2 separate regions of the Sus scrofa genome follow, and region 2 is linked to region 1. The links are chromatin contacts, called in public Hi-C maps. All regions are on one chromosome and are shown on one strand. Each heading gives the region's core, a stretch centred on a gene start, on an enhancer-like site or on the middle of the called end of the contact. The rest is flanking DNA. Distances are from core to core; before and after follow the strand shown. Region 1 holds the start of LAMB1 (laminin subunit beta-1). Region 2 overlaps LAMB4 (laminin subunit beta-4).

What was found. A called contact is a pair of places that touch in the nucleus more often than the background predicts.
Region 2: a contact with region 1 is called in a Hi-C map of fetal skeletal muscle, with 1.5 times the contacts expected there. The contact joins the enhancer-like site here to the promoter of LAMB1 in region 1. A contact is called at or near these places in 1 of 5 promoter capture datasets (liver), 1 of 47 Hi-C or Micro-C datasets (fetal skeletal muscle) and 2 of 2 datasets of contacts at active chromatin or transcription factors (alveolar macrophages and skeletal muscle).

What each region holds. Positions count from the first base shown.
Region 1 is chr9:107,744,144-107,750,418 of Sscrofa11.1, reverse strand. LAMB1 (laminin subunit beta-1) reads left to right here and starts at 3,177. Exons shown (of 35, transcript XM_003130269.5): 1 at 3,177-3,331; 2 at 3,466-3,588; 3 at 4,641-4,816. The coding sequence starts at 3,552.
Region 2 is chr9:107,782,721-107,788,995 of Sscrofa11.1, reverse strand. It overlaps LAMB4 (laminin subunit beta-4), which reads left to right. Exons shown (of 36, transcript XM_021063522.1): 34 at 2,976-3,149; 35 at 4,420-4,573. Among named protein-coding and RNA genes, the nearest start is that of LAMB1, 39 kb to the right of the region's middle. Within about 2 kb of position 3,090, at least 10 of the 83 cell types and tissues checked have an H3K27ac peak or open chromatin away from gene starts, as enhancers often do. A contact at or near this core is called in fetal skeletal muscle and liver, where this site is marked.

The sequences.
Region 1 (6,275 bases), core at 1,928-4,427:
AGCTCTGGTTAGACCCTTAGCCTGGGAACCTCCATATGCCATGGGTGCGGCCCTAGAAAAGGCAAAAAGACAAAGAATAAATAAATAAAAAGTCAGAGGAATTGGTATAAAATCTAACAGAGAAAGAATTTGTTCATGGGTGAAATTTGGAAGTATTCCTAATATCAACTCAAGTCTGGTAATATAATTTTGTCTTTGGCAATTTGTTAGGTGAACGTGGACACTTAGAGGTCTTCAGATTTAAGAAAGTTTTTAAAACAGGGAGACTAGACTTTATTTACTTTGATTCCAGAAGCATTTATTGAGCACCTAAGATGTGTCCCACGTCACATCAGACAGCACTTATGCACAAAGGAATGTTACACAGCACTGGTCCGTGTCTCACTGTCTAAAGAAGGAAGATAAGGGCATAAACAAATAGTTAAACGATTATGTCACGGATGCTAAATAGTTTTACAAGGTGCTGGTAGACAGAGTTGGGGTGCAAAAAAGGGAGGAGAGGAAGTCATGTTTAAGTGGGGGCTTCAAAGATGCTCACTAAAAATACAAAAAAAAAACCCCCAAAAAAAACCCAAAACCCCACAAAGACACTAAGTGATGAGGTCACTGCAAGTGCAGCCCCCCAACCCCCAAAAAAGATACAAAGAAAATGTGTAGAGGGAAGAGGGAAAAGCTGGAGACAGACCCTTTGGGAGCACTAACGTGTAAGGGATCAGGGGATGGAAAGAGAAATGGAATAGGGGACGAGGTGGGGGGTGTCAGTCCTGTGGGAGAGTTTTTTAGTCCCAGGGAATTGTGTCCTGGGAGCCAAGGAAAAGTCTCAAGAAGGTGGAATCATGCGAAACCCATGCCAAAAAATGTTCAAATAGAATATCCATTGCGTGCGGCAGTTTGAGGGTTGAGCGTCGTTACTGAGACCAGTGGTGGAGATGGAAGCCTTCTGACACGGAGATGGAGGAGAAACCAGGAAGAAACCGAGTGAGTGCAGACTGTCCGCTCAAGAACCTGGGCTAGGAAGTCAAAGGGAGGAAAGGAGTAGATGTGCAGAATAAAGTGTTTGGGGTTCCCCCCTTAAGTTGGGGGAAATCAGCAGGTTTGCATGTGACAGCATTGCTCCCAGGAGGTGAGAGGAGGGCACAATTTTCAGGGCAGAAGTATAAGAAGAGTAGGAATAGAGACAGATAAATTCATAGATGGAGTGCTCAGAAGAAGAGTTATTAAACCCCACCAACCGTATCCTTGAATATATACACGTAAAAACAAAACCCTACACACCTGATTTTTCCAGCAGTGTTGTTTGCTACTGAAAGTGGAAAGGTAAGGAGAACAGGGATGTTAGAAGGGTGTTGAAGGCGCTTGTCCTCTAGGAGGAGAGGACTCCAGCCAGGGACAGACAGAATTGCCAAGCAGCTGCGACGGCTCTACTGCTGTGAGGTCAGAGGCTGGTCTCCCAGCAGAGGCCGCAGCGAACATTGCCTGCAATGTGTATGGATGAGAAACTGTAAGCAATGTTGGCCCGAGGTATCAAAAGTTCCACAGAGGGACAGACATTTGCCTGTGAATCTTTTTTAAAAAATTAAGTTTTGGAGTTCCCGTCGTGGCTCAGTGGTTAACGAATCCGTCTAGGAACGATGAGGTTGCAGGTTCAATCCCTGGCCTTGCTCAGCGGGTTAACGATCCGGCGTTGCCGTGAGCTGTGGTGTAGGTTGCAGACATGGCTCGGATCCCGAGTTGCTGTGGCTCTGGCGTAGGCTGGCGGCTACAGCTCCAACAGACCCCCTAGCCTGGGAACCTCCATATGCTGTGGGTGCCGCCCTAGAAACGACAAAAGGACAAAAAATAAAAAAAATAAAAAATAAAAAAATAAAAAATTCTGAAGACCCTCCATCAAAATCTTGGACCCTCACAAGAGCATTCAGTGCTCAGGGCTGCTGAGCCACAGCCCCAAGGAGCCTGAGCATTGGACGGAGGCAAAAATCTCCCCAGGTTGCAGCAGGGCAAGTGCTGATTAGGTGAATAATTAATATATCACCAAGACCTGAGGCTGCGGCCTCCCTCAGTGGAAACGATGAGATAAACTCAAAAAGCAGCTTACTCTATGGTCTAATGATTAAACTTCCTGGGCCCTATCTCATTACAGCTAAGTTAAATGCCTACCAACTGGCCACTTAAACCCTTCCCCCCGGGATGATTAATTAGAGAACAAAATCTCCTGACTGGATTAACAACTAACTATTCTCCCTTCTCAGAGGTGGGGGTTGGGGGGGGTACTTTTGTCCAGAGGACAAAATAGAGCTCAAGGTCTGATTCCATCCATTGCTAAGGCAGCAGAAGTGGGCTAATTCGCAGGAAGGGGGAATCACACCACCAGCCTTTCTTCCCTCTCCATCCCCCAGGAGCTGGGTCAGAGCGTATTTACCCCTTATTTAACTAGACAGATCAACCACATTGCTGCTGGAGACCCGTCCTTAGCGGACCCATCACCCACCTCACCATCTGTACACCGCGGAGTTCCTCTGGAGGATTTGCTAGACTGTGCTTCGTGGAGGAGTACATCTCACTAGAGACCTCCAGGTGAGCGGCTGAGCCCACCCTTTCATGGTGAGATGAGAAAAAGCATCACTACCAACAGTATCATTCGAGAAATTACCTGAATTGAAGCCATCTATCTGGATTGGGGTAAAAAGTAGATGGGTAATTCAATGCGGTGGCCACCTGGGTGGCAGGAGCTCCAGGCTCGTCCTAAGTTGGTGCGTAGCCGAGAGCACTTCCTTCGAATGAAGACATCAGATGTCGAGCTCAGCCTCAGCGATACCAGGCGTTTCGGGCTTCGCTTCTCAGGAACAAACCAGACAACCGGCTTTCTAAAGGGTTAACTGGCCTTGCCCGAGCGCTCAGAGAGAGTTTACAGCATTGGGCACCTTTACGTGACTCACTCCTTACAAATGTAAATGCACGAGCTCGCGGTAGGTCCGGACCAGCCCCCTCGCCCGTGAGCAGACACCTACCTCCCGGACCAGCCCGGACGCCTCCCGCCCCCAGCGCACTGCTCGGGACGCTCACCCGGAGGCAGCCTGCGCTGGGAATGGGAAGAGCCACAACCCCATCGCGTCCGCAGATGCAGCCTTAAAACAAAAGAGGTACGGGGGAGGGTGGGATCTGGACCTCACCCACTCCCCGCCAAGTAGGGGGCACCCGCCCCCTCCGCCCGGCTCCCGGTGTGCGCATGAGCAAAAGGCGCCTCCCTAGGTTCCTCCCAGGGCGAAACTTTCTAATTCCCTTCTTTGGGCTCCGGGGCTGCCAGGCGCCGGGAGAGCGCTCGTCCTGCCGGGTGAGCAGAACAAAGTGGCGGCTCGATTTTTCTCTTCCCACTCTCCCACCCCCTGCTTCCGTGGGAGCGGCAGGAAATGCGAGGGCCGCTCTCCTCTCTCTGAACATTTGCCTTTTTTCTCTCCACATCTCCAGAAAGGAAGACGGGGAAAAAGAGCCGGCGGCTCGGCGGCGGTGTCCTCCCCTCCTCTGCCGTGTCCCCTCGGTTGCAGGCACTGGACATGGGGCGGCTCCAGGTGTTCGCGCTGAGTTTCCTAGGTAATTCCGAGGAAGAGGTGGGGAGGGGGTGGTGGGCTTAGACGTGGAAGAAGAAAAACCAAGCGGTTGGACCCAGCTTCGTGGAAGCCGGGGGGATCAGGAGAGGGACTGGGTGGCAATTCTGCGCTGGAATTAAACAACAGCTCCCTCGGTGGTGGCCGAGGGCTGCGCGCGAGGATCTCGGGCGACCGACCGCTTCCCCAGGGGCTGTGCCCAGAGCTCCCGGTGCTCCCGCGGTCACTGATCTGTGCTTTGCACCTCTGGCCCTTTCTCGGTGGGTCTCTCCATTGCTGGGATCGTTCTCCATGGTGCGGAGGGCTCTCCAGGAGCCCATTTCCCGGAAAAGTGCCCAAGCTGAGCACAGACTAAGTAAGTCCTGGGAACAGATTGGGGCCATGTGGCTTTAATTAACCATCGCCGTTTGCCCCCGGATGGCGCCAGAAACAGCTGGACGGGGAGCTTCCCTGGAATGACGAATTGTTGAAGCCGATCCAAAGCCGCAGGGACTGTCCACTCATCCCTCGAGAAAGTGGCGTCACCGGCGAGCCCCAGCATCTCTCTTCCCCCGGCGAAGTGCCTGCAACCTCTGAGCGTGCACACACACACTAGCCCCTCCACTCATAAATTTCTGTGTGCGCAATTGCGCAGACACCGAGGATGCACAGGCTGCCAACCGCGTGCAGGCGTGTGGTGTTTGGCCATCTGCCTCCCTGAGCCCAGGTGCAGGCACCTCCAAGTGGCCGGTCTGCCCCTCCACCTTGTGTGGCTGATGCTGCTTCCCGGGACAGATCAGGGTGGGCGCGAGTGTGGGTGGGTTTCCAGGGACCAGTGCTGTCCACTGCTGGGCAAACCTGATGTTCGTTTGTTCTGTTTGGTTCTGTATCCTCCTGTCCACATCCTGCCTTCCCCGGCCTCGCTCATCTCTCCATTGTGTTTCTTTTCTGTGTATTCTGCGTTTTTCTGAATCTACTCTGTCCCCGCCCCTGCCTTTCCTATGGCTGGGACTCCCGCTCTCTGCTTGTGCCCTATGCTGTTGTCTGCCCCTTCCACAGCCCTATGCGGAGCCCAAGTGAGCGCTCAAGAACCCGAGTTCAGCTACGGCTGCGCGGAGGGCAGCTGCTACCCGGCCACCGGCGACCTTCTCATCGGCCGAGCGCAGAAGCTCTCGGTGACCTCGACCTGCGGGCTTCACAAGCCGGAGCCATACTGCATCGTCAGCCACCTGCAGGTGAGGGCGGAGAGATGGCTCTAGGCTCCGCACGCCTCCTCCAGTCCAGACCAACGGGGAAGGCCCAAGGGACTCCGCATCCTGCCAGCTCTCCAGATAGGAAGCTCGGCAGCCAGGGAGCCCCGGGATTAGGCTGGTAGCTCGCCCTTTTGCCACATCTCAGTTTGCACAGTTGCATCCGCCAAACATTTCCTGCCGCCGCCGCCACACAGTGTGGAAAGACAGGGCTGCAGACAGAACGGGCCCCTGCCCGGTGCCCTGACCCAGAGCCTTCAAAAGCCCCGTGTCTTGTTTAGTTTTGTTTTTTAGCCTTTCCTCTTTGAAACTGTGTATAAGAGGTGATTTATCTTCTTCTTTTTTAAATACTGAGTAGTTACCTTGGGTTTTTCCCACGTCTTTCACTTGGCTGGAGGATACTCCAGCACTGAGAGACGCTTAGCAAGGTCGCTCTAATCACTGTACCTGTTTTTCTCTCCTCCTTTGGTGGTGTTCCCATCTACCTCCATTAGATACCAGAAGCAGATGCCTGCTTTTTCAAAATGCCCTGGTTGCCATGGTACCCTGATAGAGGAGGACCAAAAATGAAATTTCAGAGTGTTATCTGTTTCTAAAAGTAGACCCAGATCTTAGATTTAAAAGGGCGCATTTTAAATAAAACTAATTTCTTTTTAAAAGACACAAAGTATAAACTACCCAGAATCAGAATCCCTTTCCTTTGTTTTTAAAAGGAGACTGATATCTGGCCTTTAAAGAAAGTCGAAGGGCTTAGTCTCCAGTGCAGGGCAAGTTCCAAGCCAGTTGCTCTAAATTTGGTCACTTCACAGACCTATATCTGCCCTTCAGGAGGAAGAGCAATGTTGTGTGGTTTGCATATAGATGCCTTAAAATGGAGTCACTTTTGCAAAGCAGAAAGAGAGCCCATTCTGTAGACCTGAAAAATTAAACCAAAGGAATGTGGTAAAGTGGATTCCACTCATTTGCTTCCAGGTTTATACAGAGATGTCTAGACTGCTTCCTCCTGATTAGAATGGAGGCTATAATTAAACTTTTTTTAAGTTCTGGTAATTGTTCTCTGGTATTAGTTTCCTTGACTACGAGTTAATGAAGGCAGTGGATGTTACCTTTTCTAATATTAGCATGTAAATTTTACCTAAAATGTTGTGCTAACATTTAACTCAAAGGCCAGGACATCCTGTAAATGAATCACCAGATCCCGAAACCAGCCTTGACCAGACTAAGAATTCGACTATTTGTCTTAAAAGCAAGTCGAGCCAGACTCTCTATGTTCATATGATCAGCCAGGAAACCATGGCATGCACTTCGCAAGTATCAGAGCCTAAAGAAAGGGACTTTGCTCAAGTACACTGAGAAAGTGTACTTCTCTCAAACGCTGAACAGGTATAAAAATTGGGGCAGGAAGCATAAGTGTTTTGTCCAGGGTCGTATTGCATCCCTGACT
Region 2 (6,275 bases), core at 1,841-4,340, 39 kb before region 1:
CTTTGGTGCCACGACGGCACAGAATTGCATGGCTGCAGCAGAGACTTTGTGGACCACAAAGTATAAAACATTTACTGTCTGGCCCTTGACAGAAAAAGCTTGCAGATTCCTACTCTAAAAATTTCATACATGTGCCCAAGGGCACAGGCAGGGGCTTCCATTTCTAACGACATGGTGGACCAGAATACCAAGCACCCCTCTTAGTAGGAAAAAAACCTTGAATATCTCAGATACGATATTTTCACAATTTATTAATGCATAGCTGAATTAGTAAGAAATGGAGGGAATCTTCAGAGGCCAAAATGACAGAAAAGCAAGCTCCAGAGAGGTAATCAAGCAGGAACTTGACAGCAGGCAGAGGGCCTCTCCAATCCCTGGTATATTAGAACTTCTGGTCATGATAGCTGCCATGCAAAACAGGAAAAAAACAGGAGTTCCCGTCGTGGCTCAGTGGTTGACAAATGCGACTAGGAACCATGAGGTTGCAGGTTCGATCCCTGCCCTTGCTCAGTGGGTTAGGGAACCGGTGTTGCAGTGAGCTGTGGTGTGGGTTGCAGATGTAGCTCGGATCCCGCATTGCTGTGGCTCTGGTGTAGGCCGGTGGCTACAGCTCCAATTTGACCCCTGGCCCGGGAACCTCCAGACGCCGCAGGAGCAGCCCTAGAAATGGCAAAAACAAACAAACAAACAAACAAAAACAAAAAACAAAAAAAAACAAAAACAAAAAACAGGGAGAAAACAAAGCCCATGCAAGGAGGGGATGGGACCCTTACACGGAACGATGACCCCAAAAGGCAACCCTCAGGGAGATGTAAGTTATTACAGTGAGAGAAGGATGGAAGGAAGGACAGAGAGAGAAAAAGAGAGAGAAAAGACATTAGCCTCTGCTTGGCGGCGGAAAGTCTTCACTAAGAATTACTAACCACGAGCTGGCTGTCAGGTGAGATAGGGCTAGAAGTCACAATACGTGGGTGACCGCCCACAAACCAAACTAAAAATGTCATTTAAAATGGTCCTGGGTTGGCAGGGCCCTCAGATGCTGGATAGATGAGAAACCCTTTCCAAAGGAATGCACCTTAAAACCAGGTGTCAAAGGACTCCCCCAGACACAGAAAAAAGCAAGAGTCATCAGAAACAGTAAACGAGAATCAGAATGCAGGAGACAGTGGATACTCCTGTGATTGGATATTCAATACAAAATGACAGTGATTATTGGAGTTCCCATTGTGGCTCAGTGGTTAACGAATCCAACTGGTTAACCAAGAGGTTACGGGTTTGATCCCTGGCCTCGCTCAGTGGGTTAAGATCTGGCATTGCTGTGAGCTGTGGTGTAGGTCAAACACAGATTGGATCCCGCGTTGCTGTGGCTGTGGTGTAGGCTGGCAGCAACAGCTCCTATTAGACCCCTAACCTGGGAACCTCCATATGCCTCAGGAGCAGCCCTAGAAAAGACAAAAACAAAAAAACAAAAAAAAAACCCCAAAGCAAACAAACAAAAAAACCCAAAATGGCAATGATTATTATGTTTGAGATAATCGAAGAAGGCATGAAAGGTTGACCAAAGAACAAGGGACAAGAGATAACAAATGACCAGTCAGACTTTACTTCTAGATATGACAAGTTTAGTCACTGAAATAAGAAACAATTATAAGGTGTTCATTATTGCTTATAACAGACAAAAAAAATTAGAAGCCACCTGCCTCCACAGAAAATAGAAAAATAAATTGGGAGGAGTTCCAGGGTGGCCTAATGGGTTAAAGGCCCAACATTGTCACTGCCGTGCCTTAGGTTGCTGCTGTGGCGTGGGTTCAGTCCCTTGCCGGGGAACTTCCACATGCCACAGGCGCAGCCAAAAGAAAGAAAGAAAAATAAATTTTTGTTTCTTCAAACAACAGAATACTTTAAATTGGTAAAAATGAATAAACCAGAGTTAGGCAAATTAACTTAGGTGACCTGTACAAGCATAATTTTGAATTAAAAAATGCAAGTTGCAGAAATACACTGGATAATGTTTGTACAATTTTTTTTCTTCTTTTGTCTTTTTTGTTGTTGTTGTTGTTGTTGTTGCTATTTCTTGGGCTGCTCCCGCGGCATATGGAGGTTCCCAGGCTAGGGGTCGAATCGGAGCTGTAGCCACCGGCCTACGCCAGAGCCACAGCAACGCGGGATCCGAGCTGCGTCTGCAACCTACACCACAGCTCACGGCAACGCCGGATCGTTAACCCACTGAGCAAGGGCAGGGATCGAACCCGCAACCTCATGGTTCCTAGTCGGATTTGTTAACCACTGCACCACGATGGGAACTCCCTGTATAATGTTTTAAAGTAGAAAATACAGGGGAGTTCCTGTCGTGGCTCAGTGGTTAACGAATCCAACTAGGAACCATGAGGTTGCAGGTTCGACCCCTGGCCTTGCTCAGTGGGTTAACGATCCGGCGTTGCCATGAGCTGTGGTGTAGGTTGCAGACGTGGCTCGGATCCCGCGTTGCTGTGGCTCTGGCATAGGCCAGTGGCTACAGCTCCAATTCGACCCCTAGCCTGGGAACCTCCATATGCTGCGAGAGTGGCCCCAGAAATGGCAAAAAGACCAAAAAAAAAAAAAAAAAAGTAGAAAATACAGTATGTGGTTGTATATGAATAAGATAGCCTAAAAGGCACGTAGCAGTACATGGAATGGCCAATATTAGATTCAGGGTATTGGTTACCCTTGGGGGAAATAGAAGAGATATAAGGGGGGTGGTACCCCCAGGGCCTTGGTTTATTCTTAAGCTGGCTGAAGGGTACATGGATATATGCTATCTTTTCTCTTAGGCTCCCTTGTCTGTCTGAAATATTTCATAACTTTTTAATGAAAACGCAAAGGAACAATTTTCCTTTTACACCTAACTTATTTGGGGATGGGTAATTACATTACTTATTTTCTTGTTTGTTGCATAAAGAGACTTTTCTCCTTCCTTGTTTTCCAATCAACAACAGGTTGCAAATCAAGCCCAGGAGACGAAGAACAGGCTGGACCTGGTAAAGCAGTGGTCAGTGCTGGAGAGCAGACTTGCTGGGCTGCAGAACAAGTTGCAGAGGAACCAGGACGAGGCCATGTGTGTGCGGGCTCGGGCCGAAGCGGCCCGGCGCCAAGCTGGGGGCCTTGAGGAGGTCATTAGTCCCACCCCTCCACCAAAAGCAGACAAACAGTGCTTCTTTGAAGGATAATCCCTAAACCCCAGATTTGTGTGCCTTTTGTCAGCATTTCCTTTAGTGCCAGCTCTATGATCTGTGGTGTATGTTTGTAGGGACCCCGCTGGGCACAGAGCCCTCTCTGTAAGTAGAGGGCTGTCTGCAGAAAAGACAAGTTTTTGGCCAAATTATGTTAGAGTGTTTACCCCCAATCCTGCATTGCTAGTGGTATCTGGGTCAAATGTCTCCTAAACTTCCAAACATTTCCAATTTATGTCATGGGTATATCTTGTGTTTGCCCTGCATGCTAATTAAATGACATAAAAGATAAAGAAAAGAAGTGAAAGTCCTCAGCCAAAGAACAGATCAAGTTACGAAAATCAGAATGAGTTTATGAAACAGTTGTGAAAATGGCCTATTCGTTTTGGTTGCTGAAAGAAACCATCAGCTCATTTTCTTAGCAGGGAATCTTTGGTTGGCAGCGTTAATACAGCAGCTTCAGCCAAAGAAATTGGTTGAGTGTTTTTCCAATTAGTGGATTCTCTTGTTCTTGATTCCTAATGTGCTGGGTACGTTTTCCACTGACTTGGGTGTTGGGGACATTTTTTTATGGGGCAGAGGCTGACAAAGGCTCTCCCTGCCCACCCTCTCCCACCTCGGTGTTCTGGTCCTGCATCAGACACATGTTTATCTGTTTAACATAATAGGATGACAGCCACTCAGGCCGACCCTGAAGATTTTCATTCTGATACTCAGGGAGCCCTTCCTAACTTCCTGCCTCTCTTCTTGCCTCATTCCACTCTCATCTTGGGGCCAAGCAAATAAAAGGTCCTTGCTCCCTCTGACCTTCACCTTGCACTTGAAACCAGTCAACCCAGCTGAACCAAACCTCTTAGGGTAGCACTGGATCCGTTCTGTCTTCTCTATCTCTGACCTTAACATTGTTCAGGACAAATTGGTGCCTCATAAATACTTGCCTTAACGTGGAATAATGCTTGATATTTTATAACAGAGAAATATGACTTTTGACCAACTACAGCTGAGAATTTTTTCAACCTGAAAAAAAAAAAAAAAAAAAAAAAAACCCTGCAAATAAAAGCCTTGTCAGAAATATCAGAGTGACTCAGGCGCATAATGACTAGATTACAGTTTCCTCTTATTCCTTTTGTAAACAGTATCAGGCAAACATCACACATGTGTACATGCTTTGTTAATATTTTCTAGTGATGAAAGTGTTGCTCTGTTACAGGAGTCTGTGGAGCTCAAAAATCAATATGCCATTCTTCAGCATGAGACAAGCCCTGCTGGACTGACAAAGGAAACACTGGGGAAAGTGAAACAGCTCAAAGATGCAGCAGCAAGTTTGGCTGGAGATACAGAGGACAAGATAAGAAGAATGGCAGGTATCTAGTCTGTGCATTTTCCCAGCTTTGTTGAAGTGTGGTTGACAAACAGAACTGCATATACTAAAAGTGTACAACGTGAGGCTGTGCTGGGCATGGATATGTGTGAAATGACAACCACAATGAACACATCCACCACTTCATCCTCCACTCTTTTCTTTTTGTGGTGATGATGCTGAAGATTGACTCAGGCGGCTTATCCAAACTAATGGTTACCAAAGGGGAAACATAGGGGGAGGAATAAATTAGGAGGTTGGGACTGACATATACACACTACTGTATATAAAAGAGGTAAGTAACAAAGACCTGTATAGCACGGGGAAATCTACCCAATACTCTGTAATAACCTATGTGGGAAAAGTATCTGAAAAGGAGCGGATATGTATACGTATATGTATAACTGATTCACTTTGGTGTACACCTGAAACTAACCAAACTTTGTAAGTCAACTAGACTCCAATAAATATTTTAAAAAATTTTTTTAAATATTAAAAAAAGGATCTACTCCTATATACAATATTATCAATGCCCAGAACCCATTCATCTTATAACTGGAAGCTCTTGCCCTTTGACCAACAGGTCCCCATTTCCCCCAACCCCCTAGCTCCTGGCAGACACCATTCTACTCATTCTATGTGTTCAACTTTTAAAAAAAGGTTTTTTATGGTATAGTTGATTTACAATGTTGTATTTGTTTCATTTGTGTAGCAAAGTGAATTGTTGTGCATATATCCATTCTTTTTTCCTGTATAGGTTATTACAGAATATTGAATAGACCTCCTTGTGCTATATACCTTGTTAGTTATCTATTTTATATATGGTAGTGTGTATGTGTTAATCCCATCCTCCCAATTTATTCCTCCCCTCCAGGTTTCCCCTGGATAACCATAAGTTTGCATTCTAAATCTGTGTTTGTTTCTGCTTTATAAACGAGTTCTTTTGGATCATTTCTTATTAGTTTCTGCCTAAGCATGTCGTATGATACTTGTCTTTGTCTGACTTACTTCACTTAGTGTGGTAATCTCTAGGCTCATCCATGTTACTGCAAATAGCATGACTTTGTTCTTTTTATGGCTATGTAATATTCTATTGTGTGTGTGTGTGTGTATATATATATATATACATATATCACATCTTCTTCTTTTTTTTTCTTTGCAGTCTTTTTAGGGTCACACCCACAGCGCATGGAAGTTCCCAGGCTAGGGGTTGAATTGGAGCTATAGCTGCCAGCCTATTCCACAGCCACAGCAACACAGGATCCAAGCCAAGTCTGTGACCTACACCACAGCTCATGGCAATGCCAGATCCTTAACCCACTGAGCAAGACCAGGGATCAAACCCGCATCCTCATGGATACTAGCTGGGTTCAATGAGAAAGTTATTCAGGGTGGTTTTTCCCACAGCTGATGCTCATGGTTGTTGTAGGAAATCCTTCTGTCCTTAATCACCTCTAAATCATCAAGAAATATCAAATGATGAGTGATCTAGTATTATTTTTGTTGTATTTATTGTACATATTATTTTTGTTATATTTATTGTATATATTTAATCCCCAAATTTTTATATTCTTTTGGAATATAAGTAACTCTCAAAATATTAAAATAACCCAAACTCCTCACTTACAAATGCATCTTTGTCATAAAATGAGTCTTTGGCCCGACAACCGCTTATATCATTGCTATGACATGAAAAAAAATGAAAA